Regions from separate parts of the Oryctolagus cuniculus genome. Here regions 1 and 3 are each linked to region 2. The links are chromatin contacts, called in public Micro-C maps. All regions are on one chromosome and are shown on one strand. Each heading gives the region's core, a stretch centred on a gene start, on an enhancer-like site or on the middle of the called end of the contact. The rest is flanking DNA. Distances are from core to core; before and after follow the strand shown.

Region 1 (3,101 bases), core at 489-2,988, 190 kb before region 2:
CCAGCCAGGACTCAAACTGTGAAGTGATAGAAAAGTAGGACCACCGATCATAGAGGGTTCAACTCCTACTTAAGTCAAAACAACATTGAAAAATGCTTATTAGACCTCCTTTCAGCACAGTAGTAAGATGCCCCTCCAGAGCAAAACTGCTAACCACTCTTCACTTCACCAAACATTTTTATGTACCTTTTGCATGCATAATCAACACGTTTGGCATTTTACTCATACACCCTATGCACATAACATGCTACTACTGCAGGAATATCAGAAGATTAAAACATAACAAAAATAGAATCCATTCACCCACTGTTCATTTTGTTGTATATTATCTAGACTTTTTCCTATGCTTTTATTTTTACTTTTTTTATTTTACTTTTTCCTATGAGTTTATATTTTAAACTTACAAAATATGGCATCATCCCACAGGAAACTTTTTTTTTAAGCACCTTACACAATACACGCCAGCCTCTGTCATTTTTGTTTTCTAAGGTTTCATATATTTATTCCTGAGCCAACCCAACTAGTTACGGCCCCAACCAAATATGTACGGTTGTCCAGGTATGTCATTTAAAACACACACACACACACACACAAGAATATATATACACAAAAAACACAATACCCATGATAGTGTTTATCAAATCACTGAACCTTTTATAGGCCTTTCAGGCAACGTGGTCTTTCTTCCTAACATGTATAGTAAGTCTTCGCAAAAAAAAAAAAAAAAAAAAGGCACATTTTAAACGAGTTAACAGGGCTAAAGTTTCCTTTTCATCCTAATAAAAGTATATATTTTCTAGATTTTAAAAGAAACAAAACATAAAAATGGCTGCATAGGAGCTTCAACTAGAGCCCTCCACATGTCAGCGAATGTACTGAAAATACCTGGTCAAATATTCGAATAGCTACTGTTCAGGCACGACTCTATTATCTCTTTGCAGAAATAAGCTTCTTCAAAGGACTCGTGTCCCTAGGCCCTACTTGAAAGCAAAACCAGAAAGGGCTTAAAAGCACCCGAGCGAGAGGGGAGTCTCTGGGTGGCAGGGCCGATGCCCGCTTCCCGCGGCGACAACTTGCGGAGCGCAGCGGGCTGCGGCGCGGGAGGGCCGCGAAGCCGCCGGGCAGTGCCGGGGGCCAGCGTGGCACCCTAGGGCGGCCGGAGCCCAGAGGCCCAAGCTCAGCTGCCCTCCACCGGGCCCGGCAGGAGTCGCCCGGACCAGTAGCCGCCAGCCCAGCGCCACGCACCCGCCTCGCCGGGCCTGCGACTGACGGCCAGAGCTGAGGGCACGCTGAAGCCCCGACCCCAAGGGAGCTGTAAGGAAAGCAGCAGCTGAGAGCCGAGGCGAGGTGGGGCCGAGGCGTCCTTCGCCGGGCCTGGAACTGCCTTCGGGATGGGGGAGGGGAAGCCCTCCCGCCGTAAAACGAAGACAGGGTTTCAGTTTCAAACAAGCCATCCGGTCTTTCCAGCCCTCTCCCGTCGGGAGATGCGCCCGCACGCCTGCGTCCCCTGCAGCGGTCTAGCGCCCAGTCCGCCCGCTCCTCCCTCACACTCACCAGTGCCTGCGGGCCCGCCAGGCCGGTCCGGGCGTAGCTCTGAGGGGCGGTGCGGCCTTACCCGCGGGCGCAAGGCGGCGGGCGCACGGCGGCGGCGCTCTGGCTCTCGCGCTCCCGGGCACTCAGCCGGGCCAGCCCCTCTCCTTTGCGCGCGCCCCACGCCCTGTCCGCCAGGCCCCAGCTCCGCGGCCGCACTCACTGCCTCGTTCCGCGCCTGCGCCGCGCACCTCAGGGGCCCGCCGAAAGGGCGGGGAGGTGACGAGGTGAGTTGGGGGCAGGGGACCGGGCTGCGCGGCCACACGGCACACCGGGCTTGGGAGGGACCACCGGCCGGCAGCCCCGGGGGTGGCCCCGAGGCCCGCGCCCCCTGCCGGCTTCTCTGCGCCGCCGCGGGCCGCTCCCGAGCGGGGTGCGGCCCCTGCGGAGCGCGGCGGGGGCTTCCAGTCGCTGGAATTGCGGCCCGCCTGGCTGCGCGACGACCTTGACCTGCCTGTCCCCAGCCCTCCCTCCCGCCCTGGAAGAAGTGGAAGGCGCGCCGCCCGCGAGAGTCACCCTCTCCCCACCCTGCCCCTCCCGGGGACGCGCGACAATGGCCTTGTCCGGATTAGGCCGGGCAGATGGCGTTCTGTAACCCTAAATAAGCCAGCAGCCTGTGGGGGACGGAGAGAGCGGGACCGCGTCGTGGCTTTTGCGACGCCCGAGAACCTCACAGAGCTGGGATGCTCGTTACCGGGCTTGAGGGAGGACCCCTTGAAGGTCCGTGAGTCAATCCTTAGGTCTCCGCCCGGTTCGTTGGGTCAGGAAATCTTGGTGGAATGAATGTAAAGTTTCTGGAGATTGGTTTCGATTATTTAAATCGTGTTCTGACCTTGAGTTTCTGGGAACAGATGTAGGGAGGATTAAAGGAATCCCAGTGGGGCCTCCAAAATAAATAAATGAGCAAAAATATATTTGTGAACACCATTTCAAAAACAATCACTTTAAAAATGTGGTCATGTGTTTAATCTTTTTTGACAACCGGTCGAGGTTGTTAGTTCCAATTTACAAATTAGAAAAAGTGGGCTTGTGAGGGGCTAAAGTCTCCGGCCTTAACTCCTTTTTGTAACCTGCACAACTGGGGTTCAAATCTTTGTTAAGTGGATGAATGAAGCCCTTGTGGATTATCGGGTGCCCAAGGTCACTGGGAAAGTCGGGGCTGCAGGGCGGTGCTATTTCTGGGAACCACGCGCTGATCAACCGATCAACTGCTGGAAAGGGAGAATCACAGCCCTTCCGCAAGCAAGCCCCTTCACTCCGTCCCAGGGGATAAAGACCTGTTTGAAAAACTAGTTTCAGTCTATTACCTCAGAACTTTTGCGTGTGACTCATCCCAAATAAGTGAATATTCATGCATGCTAGCATAGCCAGAATAAAGTAAAAGAGATTTAGAAGAACCCTCAGTCCTAGTAGGAGTAGGACCTGGCACAGAATAGAAAAGCATACAAGTTTGTGAAAGTTATAAAATACAGCATGTATCTTTTGCTCTCTGGTGTGGCTGGGCTTTTTCC
Region 2 (3,076 bases), core at 545-3,044:
CTTTATTTTCTTGTTATTTCAATGATGCTATTACTATTACGACTTGCTATCATTTCTTTCAATCACCTATTTTGTGATTTTAGTGGGAAAATGAACAAGAAATTTTTGAAAAAAGTTATGAATGACATTCAATCTTGTTCCAAAACATGTGATGAGAAAATTTAAAAAACAAAACACCAACACACAAAATACACGGCTGTCTTCAGATAATTTTGGCTGATGACATTGCAGAACTGTTAGTCTGATAATTAAAATTTTCCAGAACATGTGATGTTTAAATGGAGATCTGTACTGTTAACCAGAATCTGATGCTTCAGTTAAAGAAACATTAAAACTTTAATACACAGACAGGTTAACAAATTCTTAGACTGCAGTTGCTTGGAGAACCGAACTAAACTAGCTACACAGTATCCCAAGTATTTTCCAAGTCTTTTCTTACACGAAACGAATTTTGTTTGGTGCAAGCAAAAACCCAGAGAATCAACACTGCCCGCAGTGACTCAAGAATGGCAATAGAAATCACCCGACTTGAGTTACCTGGCATTTACCTACTCATGTCTCCTAGGGGTTCCCCCCCACCCCGTCCTCCCCACCTATCATCCAAAATATCGTTCCGCAAATCCATAGCCTGCATGTGCACAAAGGCTCAGTGCTGGAATGAGGAAGCTTCACCAAGATGCAATCACAACTCGGATCATGAGAGAATATGCAGACTGTTTTCTACAAAGCTCCTTCTTGTTGGGCTCCCCTTACCCTTTATGTAACTGTGTAAACAGCTTCCCAACTGACATCTAAGAAAAGAGCTTTCGATTCCCGAGTCTGGTAACATGGTCGGCCACCATCACCACAATTCCTTCAGCATCCTAAAATAAACCCCTCAAACCGCGGTCAGAACACATTGGCTGAACCGTCTGCTGTTTACATAGCTCGATCCGGGGCGCTACCCTACCTTTCCGAGCCACTTCGGAGCTCTCAAACAGTCATCACATAATAGACTTCGTAAAGACACAAGTCACATGAGATAATGTGTCTAGTTTATGAATGAAGGAACCAAACGTTCGATTGTCTCGGTTAAAAGGAAAAAACAACCTCGAAAAGGAAGGGTGGGAGGGGAGTTCTGGGGTGGGGAGACCGGTTTTCCCTCAATACCCCTGCCGGGCGATTTAAACCCAATAAGAGGCAAAAGCAGGGCCGCCGGGGTGGCGGGGCCGGAGTCCTAGGGTGTGACAGCCCCTCAGGAAGAGCTCGCGGCTCAGTGCTCGGATCCCTCACGCCGCGATGTTCGCCGCTACCCCGCCGCCCGCGGGCCGGGTGGGCGTGCAGGGCGCCGGAGACCGAGCCAGCGCGGCCGGGGCGGCGGCCCTGGGTGCACTTCCTCAGCCTCCGATCGCCCCATCCCCAAAAATGGGAGGAGAAGGAGGAAATGAGGAGTGAGGCGGCGGCCCGAGAGGGAGCGGCAAGCCGTAGCCTCTGCAGCTGGGAGAGGCCAGGGGCAGGCGAAGGAGAGCGAGCGGCGATAGCAGACGAACTCCGCCGCGGGGAGACGACCGGCCGGGAGCCCCCGCCCAACACTGCAGGCGCGCCCGGGAGTCCCCGGCACCCACCCGGTCCCCATCGCCACCGCACCCGCTCCCGGCCAGTCCACGCTCTACTCACGCTCGGGGCTCCTCCAGGATCCGCGGCTCCAACCGCATCGGGTCCCAGCCCCGCGGGCGGCGGCGGCGGCGGCGGCGGCGGCGGCGCCGAGGGAGAGGAGAGCGGGCGGCACGGCCCCCGCCTCCCGGCCCCTCTCCCCCGCCGCTCCGGAGCTGCCCGGCCGGGCCCGAGCCCTGCCTCGCCGGCGGCCCCAGCCCCAGCCCCAGCGGCCGCGGGAGCAGCAGCCCGAGACCTCAGCCGCGGCACCGGAACTGCCGCTTTCTCCTTCTCGCTCCCTCTCCTCGCTAGCCCCCGCCACACGCCCCCGCCCCCGTCTCCTTTCTCTGTCGCCCCTGTTTTTTTTCCTTTTGTTTCCAGAATAAACTTTATTGGTCTTTTTCCGCTCACATCGTGTAAACAAACAACGAACTCTTCCCCACCCCCTCGACTCCCCCCTCCTCGGGCAGAGGAGGGTAAGAGCTGAGGAGGGGCCGAGCCTACAATGCCCCGGAAGCAGATGGGCAAAGGAGCGGAAGTGAAATGGAAGAGAGGAGGCGGGGGAAGTGGGCAAATCGGGTAACAGCTTGCCACTGCGTCTGCGCCTTGCTTTTCCGCCCGGAGTGGGGGTGTTGTTGGGTCTGCTTTTCAGGCGTGTGACTGTTTATTTCTCCGTCTTCTGCAGTACTCTGCGTGTTGTGTCATCCTAGGACAGCGTGCGCGTCGTATATTTGTTTCTACGAGCCGCACGCAAGCTAGGGTAGAGGTGTAGAATGAAATATTGGGAGCAAGTGAGATTCAGTTTTACGCCCATAGAGGAAGCGAGATTAGTTGGGGGGCGAGAGAGAGGGGCGCGGTGGCTAACCGCGGCTGTCAGTGGCTAACCAGCAGTGGTTATGGGTTGTAGAAAGAAGGCCTTTCACGCAGCGTTGCTGCGCGTCTTTCTGCCAGAATCAGTTTGAAGTAGTAGCCCAACCCCAAGGTGGAATGCACTGCCACAGCCCTCTGCAATCCCTTGACTCATTTCGGGAAAACCTTTTGCTGTGTTCCATTTTTGTTTTTGCGACTTGAATCGGCTTGTGGGATTCAGTTCTGAGTGCTGAGAAAACGAACTTTCCTTCACGTGAAGCCAGTTTTTACAGAAGAGACTACAGAGGAGCAATGTTGGCTGTAGATGAGATCCAAGCTGGTGTCTTGGTGCTTCGTACCCCGGTCCCCTTAGGGTACAGCCCTGGGGATCTGTGACTTTGGAGATTCTCAGTACGGTAGAGGATCCGGCGCTCTGCGTTTTCTCCCCCTAGTGGTTTATCATTGTATTGAAAGAGCGTAGGAGCAGTGTGAGGTTAGTTTCCCACTGAATCTTTTAAGGAAAAGAAAACTTAGACTTGAACCACGCTAGAGATAGTACAGTCCAGTTTAACACCTAGAGCATAAACCTGCCCAG
Region 3 (3,546 bases), core at 418-2,917, 220 kb before region 2:
CTGAGCATTTTCTAGTTGTATAATCTTGGGTAACCTGCTTTACTTTTTCCTCATCCTGGTTTTTTTCATCTTTCAAGTGAGTATGATTACAATCTGTTTACTGATGACATGAGTAAACGAATTACTAATAAAATGCTAAAACAGTACTTTATTTAGAAGCATTTATTTCTTAGTTGTGATTAATAACATTTAATCTTCGTCTCTTGTAGGACAGAAATGGGTTTTCCTCATTCTGGTATCCCTCATACTGTTCACCATAGTGCCCTATATGTGTGTGCACCCAATAGCTACAGTTCAAAGAATAAAGTACCTTTATGTATTTTCACTAGTAGTCATTTTAAGAACTTAAGAACTAACCTTCAACAAAACGTGACCCTTCAGTAACAAACTCCAGTAACTGGTCGAAGATTGTAGTGATTGCCTTCTTAGCTAGCACAAAATGCTTCAGTGGAGATGCAGTTTCTGCCATTATGCTCCTAAAGGGAGAAACATAAAGTTAAAAAAGCACAAATTACAGAGTGATAATTACATGTAAATGATTAACACCGTCTAGGTCATTACCTCCCAAATGGAATAAATTAGGCAATTAAACTGCCAAAATATATTTAGGTAGTTGTTTTTCGGGGAGAAATGTTTTAGTCGGGCAATTAAAGACTACTATTCAAAGCCACTTCACTAAAATAAACGAAATTTGTTAGCCCAAGTTTCTACTTTATTTCCCTCTGGTGAATATGAAACTAATTGTGGTTGAAGTTGTGACTCCCAGTGAGTTTTAAGTACTTCAGGGAACTGAGCTACCAAGAAGCAAAGTTCGCAAACAATAACTAAGTTTCTCAACCTGGAGCTCTGTGAGGGTGGAAAGGGATATGCAGAGGAAAGACCCAGAATCCAAAATCACAAAGTAAAACTAACGTTTGGAAAGACATTTTCATCACAACAAAGCCGGAGACAAGGCTTACGCTTCCGGCCGCAGAACCAAAAACTTGGGTGAATGTTGAAGTTTTTCTGCCCCTGGCCGCTTCTCAGAAAAACACACACCAAGGACAAACCATTACGCCCCAGTCTAATCCTAGTCCGTGTGGAATGTGGCTCATGAAAAAGGCAGATCTTGCCAAGAGGGTCAAGAGAGGACGGCGCGAAGGGATAAGCGTGGGCTAAGCAGGGTGTGGGCAACGACCCGGTTCGGCCGGTGTGAACACCTACCTTGGGCAGAGGCCTTCCACGCCATACACACGGCCGCGGGAGCCTCGCCCGCAAGGTTCGGGGCCAGACCCCGCCGCCGCCCCACGCGCGCCGGCCCGGCCCGGCCCGCCGCCCTCACCACCACCCCCGGGCTCCAGCATCGTGGGCTCCGCGGGCCTGAGCCGGCCGCCGGCCCCGCTGGCCATCCGGTTCGCTCGCTCCCTTCCAGCAGGACGGCGGCGGCAGCGTCTCGTCACAGAGCGCTCCGCTCACGGCTCCCCGCCCCCTGTCCCCGGCCGCTCGAAGGTCACCCCGAGAGTCGCGAACCCGCCAGCGGTCGAAGCAGCTGACACTCACACGGTCCCAACTCCGACTGTCACTCAGCAACCACAGCTCGATCCAAGCTCTCAGGTTGCCTCATCCTCCCCAAAGAGGATATAAGCTAACTGGAGGCAGGAGGAGTGGCAAAAGGGCGGTCACTTCCGGTCCCTGGTCCTCTCCTATTCTGTTTGGTTCCGTGAACGGAAACGCGTCTATGCCGGCGCCATTTCTCTTGAGGGCAGAGGCAAAACTTGTTATGGGCAGGGACGCTCTTGGCAGGATAGTGGTTCGTTCCACCCTGCAACTTCCTTTCCTCCTCCCTTCTCACTTCGAAGTTCCCTAAAGCTCTGTCCATCTTAGGCGTAGCTGACTGTCATGGCTGCCTTAGGGAGAAGGAGGTGGAGTGAGGTAGGGTTAGGACGTCGTGAGACAGAAGGGACATCTGTGTTTGTGTGATTGCCTCTCTGGGGTACCTCTCACCCTGTATGTGTGTAATTACTTTACACGTCAGACCTGAAACTTGGTGTGTCCTTGGCTACTGTTTTTATTTTTTATTTTATTTAAATTTATTTATTTGAAAGGCACAGCTACAGAGAGAGAAAGGGAGAGACAGAGAGCTCCTCCATCCGCTGGTTAACTCCACAAATGGCAGCAACAACCGGGACTGGGCCGAGCTGAAGCCAGGAGCCAGGAGCTCCTTCCATATCTCCCACATGGGTGCAGAAGGCCAAAGGCATGGGCCATCTTCTGCAGCTTTCCCAGGCCATAGCAGAGAGCTGGATTGAAATTGGAGCAGCTGGAACTTGAACCTGCTCCCATATGGGATGCCAGCACTGCAGGCAACTGCTTTACCTGCTGTGCCACAGTGCTGGCCCTGGCTACTATCCTTAAACTTTGTAGTTAAGCTGCCCTTTGGTAGCTTTGGGATCCGCAAGGAGGAAGGCCTGTACTTCCAGGAATGGAGAAGTCCCTACCTGTACTTCCGGGGAAGAAAAGTCCTTGTCAGGGTCCCTGCGGGTACCTAAAGGTCAACCATGAGGATCAGACCCGCCTCAACCTTTAACTCCCATGCCCTGAATCTATAAAAGAAGCTCTCCCAATATCTGATGCACGACTTCCCCGGCCCCCGCTCTGTTGCTCTGTTGGGACCGGGGAACCCTGCCCGGGAGCGGAATCCTAATAAAAGCCTGTGAATTAATTGATTCGTCTGAGCCGGCGCCGTGGCTCAATAGGCTAATCCTCCACCTTGCGGCGCCGGCACACCGGGTTCTAGTCCCGGTCGGGGCGCCGGATTCTGTCCCAGTTGCCCCTCTTCCAGGCCAGCTCTCTGCTATGGCCAGGGAGTGCAGTGGAGGATGGCCCAGGTGCTTGGGCCCTGCACCCCATGGGAGACCAGGAAAAGCACCTGGATCCTGGTTCCTGCCATCGGATCAGCGCGGTGCGCCGGCTGCAGCGGCGGCCATTGGAGGGTGAACCAACGGCAAAGGAAGACCTTTCTCTCTCTGTCTCTCTCTCTCACTGTCCACTCTGCCTGTCAAAAATAAAAAAAAAAAATAAAAAAAAAATTGATTCGTCTGCCTGGGAAGATCTGTTATGCGCCAGACACCTTACACCCTTAAACTGCAAATCTGGGGTCAGCATCACAACCCCAGACTGTTTCTCACAACCCTATCAAAGTGCTGCTGCTATTCAAGGCTCAAGAAAATATTCTGGGATGTCTTTTCTCTCTCTCCCCCTCCCTCTCTTTTAATATTAAGAGATTTGGGACTAGTAAAGCTGCCGCCTGCAGTACCAGCATCCCATATGGGCGCTAGTCTGAGTCCTGGCTACTGCACTTCCGATCCAGCTCTCTGCTATGGCCTGGGAAAACTGCAGAAGATAGTCCAAGTCTTTGGGCCCCTGTACCCAAATAGGAGACCCCAAAGAAGCTCCTGGCTTCGGATCAGCCCACCACCAGCAATTGTGGCCATTTGGGGAGTGAACCAGCAGATGGAAGACCACTCTCTCACACATATACACACTCTTGCTCTCTCGCTGTGTCTG

The links. A called contact is a pair of places that touch in the nucleus more often than the background predicts.
Region 1: a contact with region 2 is called in a Micro-C map of ear pinna, with 6 times the contacts expected there. The contact joins the promoter of ZNF639 here to the promoter of PIK3CA in region 2. A contact is called at or near these places in 4 of 6 Hi-C or Micro-C datasets (ear pinna, psoas muscle, skin fibroblasts and 1 more).
Region 3: a Micro-C map of ear pinna shows a contact between it and region 2, with 4 times the contacts expected there. The contact joins the promoter of MFN1 here to the promoter of PIK3CA in region 2. A contact is called at or near these places in 2 of 6 Hi-C or Micro-C datasets (ear pinna and psoas muscle).

The regions. Positions count from the first base shown.
Region 1 is chr4:100,491,337-100,494,437 of mOryCun1.1, forward strand. It overlaps ZNF639 (zinc finger protein 639), which reads right to left and starts at 1,739. Exons shown (of 6, transcript XM_070072481.1): 1 at 1,555-1,739. It overlaps LOC138849333 (microtubule cross-linking factor 1-like), which reads left to right and starts at 1,252. Exons shown (of 4, transcript XR_011388043.1): 1 at 1,252-1,817.
Region 2 is chr4:100,685,817-100,688,892 of mOryCun1.1, forward strand. It overlaps PIK3CA (phosphatidylinositol-4,5-bisphosphate 3-kinase catalytic subunit alpha), which reads right to left and starts at 1,795. Exons shown (of 22, transcript XM_070072478.1): 1 at 1,657-1,795.
Region 3 is chr4:100,467,897-100,471,442 of mOryCun1.1, forward strand. MFN1 (mitofusin 1) reads right to left here and starts at 1,668. Exons shown (of 18, transcript XM_008266537.4): 1 at 1,540-1,668; 2 at 358-476. The coding sequence starts at 469.